2 separate regions of the Gasterosteus aculeatus genome follow, and region 1 is linked to region 2. Evidence: chromatin contacts called from public Hi-C data. All regions are on one chromosome and are shown on one strand. The core of a region is the stretch at or near the end of the contact, and the rest is flanking DNA. Distances in the headings are between cores, read along the strand shown.

Evidence for each region. A called contact is a pair of places that touch in the nucleus more often than the background predicts.
Region 1: a Hi-C map of liver shows a contact between it and region 2, with 2.1 times the contacts expected there. The contact joins two enhancer-like sites. A contact is called at or near these places in 5 of 6 Hi-C or Micro-C datasets (liver, skeletal muscle, tail fin and 1 more).

Annotation. Positions count from the first base shown.
Region 1 is chr6:6,314,831-6,319,838 of fGasAcu3.hap1.1, forward strand. No RefSeq gene overlaps it. Among protein-coding and RNA genes, the nearest start is that of LOC144409417, 27 kb to the left of the region's middle. Within about 2 kb of position 2,176, at least 2 of the 9 cell types and tissues checked have open chromatin away from gene starts, as enhancers often do.
Region 2 is chr6:6,266,613-6,271,034 of fGasAcu3.hap1.1, forward strand. All of the region lies in intron 1 of LOC144409417 (a long non-coding RNA gene), which reads right to left. Among protein-coding and RNA genes, the nearest start is that of LOC144409416, 4.1 kb to the right of the region's middle. Within about 2 kb of position 3,164, at least 2 of the 9 cell types and tissues checked have open chromatin away from gene starts, as enhancers often do.

The sequences.
Region 1 (5,008 bases), core at 926-3,425, 47 kb after region 2:
CCCTACCCAGAGCAGGAGGGAAAGTGGGTCAACAGAAACCGCACGCTGGAACCACCTGAGAGCAGCTGGGCAGGCAAGACCACCTCCTGTCCCTCTGGTTTTGTTGGTGTCTGTCAGACTGTCTTGTGAGGTTTTTTTAACTAGTACTAAACAGGACGCTGGCTGCGCATGCTGTGTGGGCCCAGAAAAGGCCTTTCAGCGTATGCATCGAATGAGCAACTTTCATTTATGAATGGGGCCCATGTCGGAACGTGGGATCCATTTTTTATTTAGTCTTTAGTCTGGCTGGCACTTCTCTTTCTGTGTGTTGCCCTTAAGGCTGATGAAGTAACCCTCACCCTGTCCACACACTATCGCCGAGCAGGAGGCAACCCCCAGCTCTTAAACTGAAGTCAATACGCTTCTTTTTTTTTAAGGCCAGCAGGGAGGCAAGCCCTCTGGATGCGAAAATGACTCTCTTCACTTCACATTTTACTACATTATTAATGTGAGTCGTTACTGTTTCAAGTCTTCTTTAACACAGTGTGATGTTCATTTCATAAACGTAGGTCCCATCTGGACTAAAATAGACCTTTTATGCAGGGTACACTTAAGGAGGGAGATACCATGGGATCATGTGTTTTCACATTTTAATGAAAAGAAGAACTTTAAAATAAAGACACGCAGCTTCCCTTGGTCTTTTACCTGACAGCAACCTGCTGCACTCTTTAATACTACTTTAGTACTACTAATAATATACTATTTCTTCTAACAAGATACACACAAGAGGGAAAGCTTCAGCATTCTGAGTAATGCTCATCTGTCCTATATAGTTTCAAGCAGCTCGTGGGAAAACTCAAGCAGCATAATGTTCACCTTCTGCGAGTTTCACCTGTACGCTACATGAGCAGATTATTCTACATATTTTGTCAGAATAAATCAACTTTTGCTCCGTGAACAATGTGCATATGTTAAATTCGAAGTTCCGCCGTAACCTCCGGAATAGTTTGTTTCCCAAATAAATGCGCTTTAAAGCGACGCCGGCGGTGGGGGGCCCATGCGTCTCTGCACTTAAATATTGGACGTTTTAGGGAGGACTGAGCTGCTTGAGTGTTTATGTCACTGTCCGACAGTCTCTGGGTTAAATCCATCGAGGGCTTTCAGGGCTCTAAATCAGAGCAGCATGCAACACGGGGGTTACGTTTCCGCCTGAGGCCTCCAGGGGTCCAAGGGCCTTTTTGTTTCCAGCCTCCAGCCGTGCCCATGCACACACACACCTACTCTAAAGCCCCCTTCTCAAAATATCTCTTGCACGCTACACCCTTGCATTTTGTTCCACCTCCACCCCCCTGCCTCTTGTCATCACCCCCGCCCTCCGCCCGGCCATACCGCCACCCCTCTTGCCCAGGCCAATGGTGAATTAGCATTTTATTTCCACAGCTTTACTTTTCTCTTAGTTAACCACCTCCTCTATACGCTCATTGCACCACAGTGGTGTAATTTTGGTAAAGGGGGTGAGTGGGTGGGGGGGAGGAGGGGGCTTCACTTCTCATTAAAAGCCAATAGACCCCTCCCGCACCCTCTCTCCCCCTTCCTTTGCCCATCGCTAGCTCACTCTGTCAGGCCCCGCCATGCATGATCAACCTCTGGTGTTCTGTCTGACTCCCCTTCACCTTCCCTTGCTACCGTCCAACTCCTGTTTGGAGGAAAGTCCGCCCCACTCCGGCGGCTTCGCCAGGGCTGGCAAAGAGGCCGCCACTCAACCAGGACGCGTTGACGAGGTGGCGCGCCGCGCGAATCCCTGGGCTCTCAGCCGATTCCAGCCTCGACACCTCGGTCGGCCACCCAGACCGAATCCACTGAAGGAAAGCTAACGGAGCTAACAGAGCCAGCACGCCGTTGCCTCGATGTGGTTTAGCCAAACTCCTGAGGATCAGCGAAGGATGAGGCACGGCAAAAAACTTGTTAAGCACATGTGCATACACAATATGCGCGGGCATATACACACAGATCTTCTTCGTTCCCCTTGCTAGTCACTAATGACGCATGATGTAACCAAAATTTGACTTCTTAATTCAATTCAATAGCTTGCCAATGAAGCCTTGGATTAAACGGTAAATCCCCCCGTGATATTTAGGGCAGCGCAGTGTGACCGATCGGGCCTGTGAATTAGATTTAACCCTGTAGTATTTCACACTGTCAGGTAATAACAAACAGACGTCACACACTAACCCTCAGGCCTACTGACTTTAAGCCAACAACAAATGTCTATGCTGCATGTCGTGGTTGTCCATCAAGGTGGTGCGTGTGAGGCTCAAATGTCACTTAGAAGGATAAAGTGTTTAATGCAAAACTCTTATTTTTCTCCTACTTTTGTTTCATGCCCGGGGCTCCTACACACCAAACGCCCCAAACCTGAGGCGCAAGTTTCACATACAAAAAGTACCGTCAGTTATACGTAATAGAATTAAAGTCAGCCTTGAGAAAAGATTTAAGAGATTATGTTTAATTTGCCGGCCTTAGATCTCCAGACAGGGAGTCCCACAGCTGAGGGTCCCGGAGGCTCATAGGGAGTCAGCAGATATACGAAGGAGCCAGGCCATTCAAGGCTGTAAAAAAGCGCAGTAAAACATTAAAATCAACTGTAAAACTCGCAGGTAACCAGATGTGTTTGACCCGCTGATACAGAATACAGTGCGTTGCATTAGTCAAGCCTGGAAGACATAAAAAAAAAGCTTGAATGACTCTTTCAGTGTGCAGATGAAAGGAATGACACCATTTCTTTGGTTGGCTGGTCCCGGTTGAGCAAAGCAGGACTCGCCTGAGTGTCAAAAGTCAGTCCCAACAACTCCCAGGTTTACATTCAGTCTTAAAAGCCTGCAGCCCCCCTGAGCACAAAGGGGGCCCATGAAGCCCTAAGAGCTCTCCAAACACCTGAGGGATAAAGTTCTGGAGGAGGGTCACGTTGTGTAATGAGAACAAACAAACTTTGAACATGCAAAAAAAACAAGACATTAGCCTCATAGCCTTAAATGCTAATATACCACTGTTAGCATCATAACTCAATACACAAAGAAAGACCCTGTGGAGGAAACAGTAGAGTTCACAAAGCGCTTTGTCAAACCCGTTATTGATACCCGGCCTCTTCGCTGTGCATCTTTTCTCTCCGGGTGTCGGGGAGGCCTATTGTCGTCCACCCGCCGCCCCTTACACGGCTGACCTTGGTGTCAAGCTCCCGGCCCCTCGCCCCGTCACCGAGCCCCTTCCCTGTGACTGCTGCATGATGGGAAACACAGTCAGCAGCGAGAGGGAGGGAAAGAGAGAGAGAGTTGGGGTTGAGAGTGTGTGTGTGTGTGTGTGTGTGTGTGTGTGTGTGTGTGTGTGTGTGTGTGTGTGTGTGTGTGTGTGTGTGTGAATGGGGGGGCACATCCCCAATCAGTGATGTAAAACAGAGCCATTGTCAGGGTGGCAGGGAGGGGAGAAAAGAAAACCCTGATTAATGCAACGGGGTGTTTGTTTGAGAGATGAAAGGGGAGAAAAGGGGGAGGTGGGTGAGCAACAGAGGGAGAGAGGATGATCAGGGCATGAGAAGGTTCTCAACACGTTAGAGAGTCTGTGTAACGTCCAGCAGAGGAGATCTGCTGAACATATTTCACAGTTGACAAGTGCGTGCGTGTGCGTGCGTGCGTGTGTGTGTGCGCATGCGTGCGTGGTGTGTGTGTGTGTGTGTGTGTGTGCGTGTGTGAGGGGAGGCACAGAAACTGATGAGGTGTAGCTGAAGTGTGTTCGCGTTGGCTTGCCTGGAAATATGTTGTGTAACTTCTCTGTGGGGAAAAAGAGAGGCGAGGGTCAGACTAAGGGAGGAGGAGAAGAAGAAGAGAGTTGGAATGCCATGACGGGGAAACAACTTTCCTCTCTTCCTTCCTGTTTTTTTTTTTTCTCTGCCTTTGGTATGTGTGAGTATGCACAACTTTCAGCGGCCTCCAGCTATCTGGTTCTGCCCTCCCTCATTCATATATCAACACAATTTCCATCGCTCCTTCCCCGTCCATGCTTTCTATAAACATCCCGACGCGTACTATTCTTGTATATACACACACATCCCTCCTCCTCTCTTCCAGACCTGGACTGGGCTCCACTGGCTGTTTGTAAAACCATCTGTGATTTACTAAACCAGGTTGCACCAATAAAACCTGAGGAATGTCCGAGATGGCAAAAACTTTTTAATGATCTCTGTATCAAATACTTCACATACAGTACATTCACACTATTTTTAAGGTGCTGTGTTCTTCCATTTGCTTGACTGGCAGGGAATTTGCCGTAGTGCTTCTGCATGTCAAACATTCGGCATCAAGCATATGGCTATTTCCTGGATTAAAAGTGCAAACCCGCTGCGAATCAAACTCAAAGTCTCAAAATACGTTTCCTCTGTCACAATAAGTTTTAGTGGTGTGACTCAATTTAATTTAGTGATGCATAAATAGCCAATTTAGCATCACACTGAATGTGAACATTTCTGAGCTATGAATCATTTCAGTCTTTATCACGCGTGGTCAGAAAAAAGATCACAGATTGAGTTAAAGTTTTGATGCAATTTACCAATTTAGCCTGTAACATATGTAACATAGCGACAAACAATGGATAGATACACATGTGTAGATATTTATTTAACCCGTTCAGTAATAGCACATTATGCTATGACACTTGATCTGCATGTTGCATATTGTACCAATGCACTTTTAACCAAATTGTTAAAAGAAATAACACATTCACTTTATCAGCGGTTCACAGAAACTTACACCACAAACGTCCGTTCGTTCCTACCAACTGGGCTGCTTCCGTAATATCTGGGCTGCTTTTAGACTCCTTAAATGTTCGATGTCCTCAAATGCAAAGATTTCCGCTCAGTAAGCCCAACATGACAGCGTTTCAGAACACGACCTCATCTGCAGCCCGAATGATTGAAATGTGATAAACCTTTTAGTGTTACACGTCCTGCCAGCAGTAATTCACTCTGATTTTGTCTGTT
Region 2 (4,422 bases), core at 1,914-4,413:
GATTCATGCTCGCAATCTACACGCTGGAAACGCTGGCGCGGCCCAACACATGGTGTATTTTTTCAAAAACATGCACACACGCACACACGCACACACACACAAACACTCACTGATTGATGACCCGGTTAATGTGGTTGTGTGAAATAGAGGAGACCCAGGCAGGTCATTGCATCTGACATCCATCCATCAACACCTCTCACTGGGGGACTTTTCTAACTGCTAAGTTAAACACACGCTGTACTGTTAATGTGTGTGTGTGTGCGTGCGTGTGTGCGCGTGTGTTTGCCTGAGGTTTGTACTGAAAGCTGCCTTGCTCAGGGAGATGAATGAGTTTGGGAAAGTGCCACATAGCCGTTTATGACGATCTGCTCCAGGTCAGGAGATGTGAACCAAAAAGCTTCCTGACACATATTCATGTTAGATTCATATTTATTGTCTTTCATCACATCGGAGAAGAGTTGGCAAAAAAAAACAGCTATAGGCAACTTTTTGCTCCATCATCACAACGAGTGTCTTAATTCCATTTGGGCAAATTTTCAGTTCGGCATATGCTGTGATTACATATCCAAATCAGGACATAATGGATGGTCCTAATCGCCGAATATTTCTTTTGTATAGTTTTTACACCATGCTAAACTTCGTCACACAATTTGGAAGTAATTCAAGATGCCGTGCAGGCAAAGTAGGTCTCACAGTTGAGACTTTCCCAAAATTCCGACCCCACATGTTCCATGTTCGCCAAACATAACAAAAAAACATGGCCGACCGTGATGGACTAATGTTTTTTTGGCAAGTGTAGAAAGGACAATTTCCAGGGCTCAGTTTGGTAAACAGTTACATCACATTACGAGCATATTTTCATATATCTAAATTAAGGATAGGATTAACAATTTGATATTATGTATTATTTGGTGGTGGTGGTAGAGAATAAGTTGCTCCACTCTTTCGATATGCCAGATTCCCCTGCTGGTTGGAGGTGTCAGGGGGGGCGGAGGGAGGTGTCAGGGGGGGGGGGGGGGGGGTTGCGTCTGGTGCTCGCTGAAATGACAACTGACAGCAACAGAGAGGAGAACAGCGTTTAGCGGTAAACAGCACTGACGCGATTGGTTTACGGAAACCGAAGCTTCATAAAACCATAGTTTTCTCATTTAGTCAATTTAAAAAAATATTAATGATTCAACATGAAACTTTCCCCTCACTAGTCGTAGGAGGCCCGACCTCATCGACTGACCTCACATGGTCAAGTCAACGTCTTTGGAGGGAACCAAAAAAAGAATTAAAGACTCTTTTAAGTTTTTCAGACAGTTTTTCCTGACTGGAAACATACAAGTGGCGTGGGAAGTGCACGGTATTACAACCAACTACTGAGCATGGATGACATCGGTTACATGATGTGCCACCCGCAGCTGATTTACTTTTTGTGGGCTTTGTTGTAAAGTAGATTAATGAGTCTCCCATCTGCATTCAGTTGTTTCACAGTGACAATACAAACAACCCTGGAACCTCGCATCATTTCCCAAACACAAATCCCACATTTGAGCCTGAGGTTTGCACGTTCAAATACCATATTGCCAGTGGTGTCAAAAGTTGTATATATAGCAAGCTCTACAAGTCCATATTTCAGAGTTGTAGGTGGTGCCATGTTGGGTAGTTCCGATGTGTGCCTGGTACCGCACGGTATGAGCTCATCTGAGGTTCTGTGTGCTAAAGGCTCCTCTGCAAAGTAAGAATTGCAGCTGTCAGACGAATCTAGTGGAGGAAAGGATTTAGTGAAATCTCTCTGGCGGGAGAAAGAAAAAAGATCATATCTCAAAAAAATTGATTTACTCCAGCAGCAGTTTCCAAAGCGCCCAAATTTCCGGTTTAATAAACCTTAAAAATAAATTGAAAATAATAAATGTTGGCCAGCAGAGATTCCAATGTCGCCTTTTGCACTGTTAAAACTGTCCTGATGGCCTAGATGGTGGAAATGGGAGTGAAGCACAAGCTGACAAAAACAGGAAGAGAATAAATGAAAGTGACGTATCAGTTTGACAATGACCTAAAAATCTGGGAATTATTAATATTCTGTGTGGGCTGCAAGAGCTTCAGCAACCATGATCTTTCAATCTTTCAGCGTCCATTAAAACACACACACGTGCACACACACATTCAGCTTGCTCTGACTCCCCAAGCATTTGTTTTTCTATCCATTTAGCTGACTGAGCATATAAAGTCTGGGAAAACTTCCCGAGCCAAGAACGGGATGACTCTGACTCATTATCACCTCCACATCTGCTGGTTTCACTCAGGATTCATTCCCCTGGTGCTAATACCTTTTAGATAACTTCATGCTCAAAGAAAGGGCTAGAGAGACAGCCGAGAAAGAAGAGGAGGGGGAAAAGGTGGAGGAGGAGGTGAAAGAGGAGCCGGAGGACACTCAACAACACTAGGGGGCAGTCTAACACAAAGCATTGCCCTTGGGGGGGGGGTCACTGGAATCCTGACTCACTACTATCATGGATAGTTGTGTGCTGCCTCCTAGAAAACAACAGCCGGCCCTCCTGGTTGTGTTTACACTGAATTCTTGTTCACACCAACCTTAAGAGCTTGGTCATCTTGTCTGCGACGGCTCTGTTTAACCCTCATTAAGCCGTTGGGAAGTTGCATAGACAAAAGGCCCGGAACGGACAGGCTTTATTCTGTGTTTCCTCCCCCCACCCCTGTTACATAAACAGCAAATGAGATAGCCAGCCACATCCTCCACATCAGATTCCATTCAATCTGCACATAATGGCTGTGGCGTGGCCGTGATGGAGGTCTCTCCGTCTTTCTCTTGGTTGGTGGGACCCCGGCGGCGGTGCTGCTGAAGCGCCTGGTTCCTTGGCGTGGCCTCGGGGAGGAATCAGAGCGGGAAGGAGCTGCTTCGGCGAGCCACAGAACAACGGCGGGCACCTCCGAGCCCACTCGCTCTGCACGTGTGCGTTTGATTTCTGAGTGTGCACTTGTGGAGGGGACTGCAAATGTACGTTTCAAGGGCCGCGAGCGCTAACCGGCCAACACTATGGCGGGAACTTTGCCGGCCGGCTGCCAGGTGATGCGAAAGGTCTCGAGGGAATGAACGGGAGGACCGGTTACCAGAACATTCCATTCATTCAGTACATTTAGTACACTCTGTGTCATACTGCATATTAATAGTTGAGTGAGATTGCATAATGTTGCATACGCGGCCAGACGGGGTGCATCTCATGTGCAGCAATAAACATTTCAGGGGTGTTGTGTCAGTGGTGACATAACACCTATCAAAAGACACAATGTGTTGTTGACGATGAGGCAGCCTTTCGTAATGTGTTATACATGACAATGTTGCCCATTCGTAGTGGGAAGCATGAAATGATTAAGTGCCGTAATGACAACTCTTAAAAGTAGTCCTGCATTCAAAGCGAAATGATCTGCCGCGTGTCCACCGCGACCGATACGTTCTTATTGTGCTAAATTGTCAACATTGATGTGTACGTGTACGCAGAGCCAGTCTTAACTTATACACACTCAGCAGGTCCCAGTAAAACCAAAGAACTGGAGTCCAAGCAAAAATATTAGTACTGGTAATAATAGTTTGTCATCTAAGAACACATTCTTGTAAAAACATTACGCAGAATAGATTAGTGGAAAATGTCTACAAAATAGGCTCATAAGCCAATAGGAATGTAGGGGGGCGGGCCATGAAACCCATAATTGATAGCTGGGACAGCAGTGAAACTTTTACAGTAACTATATAATATAGTTATGGTAATGCAGTAGGAATTCCACTGCAGAGTGACAGTGTTCCACTTTGGCCATGTTGATGTGACACAAGTAGCAAAGCAGACATGCTCAGTTCAACCCAAGTCTTAGAATAATACAGCCATTGGTTACTTGGACATGGACAGTACATCAAAAAGATGTATAGAGTCTACATATATATGTCCTTCTTTTTTATCCCTTTATCCGGATCTCCTCGGCTGTGTGTTTGGCTATGAAGGTGCGTATATGTGATCTAACACACCTGGTCAAGACTCCCCCCCCCCACAGCACACAATCACGTCCATGCGGCAGCCGAGGCGAACGGGAAACACCGTGCACAACACACACACACACACACACACAAACACGTTCCCACGCGTGCAGAGAGGCTTTCAACAACTGGTGTGAAGGAATCCAACTCCAGTGGCGGCGACCCCCAAAGGTCCCCCCCCCCACCAACCACCACCACCCTCCTCCTCTTCTCTTTCTCTTTCACCCTCTTCATCATATCACCCCTTTACGCCGCCTGCCCCGGGGAGACAGCTGCGGAAGACATTATGTTGTGCTGCGAATGCGTGTGAGAGAGAAGGATAAAAGAAAGAAGTAAAAGGAGAAAGATAAAAAGGGAGAGAGCATCCAGCACAGCCCGAAAGGCACACT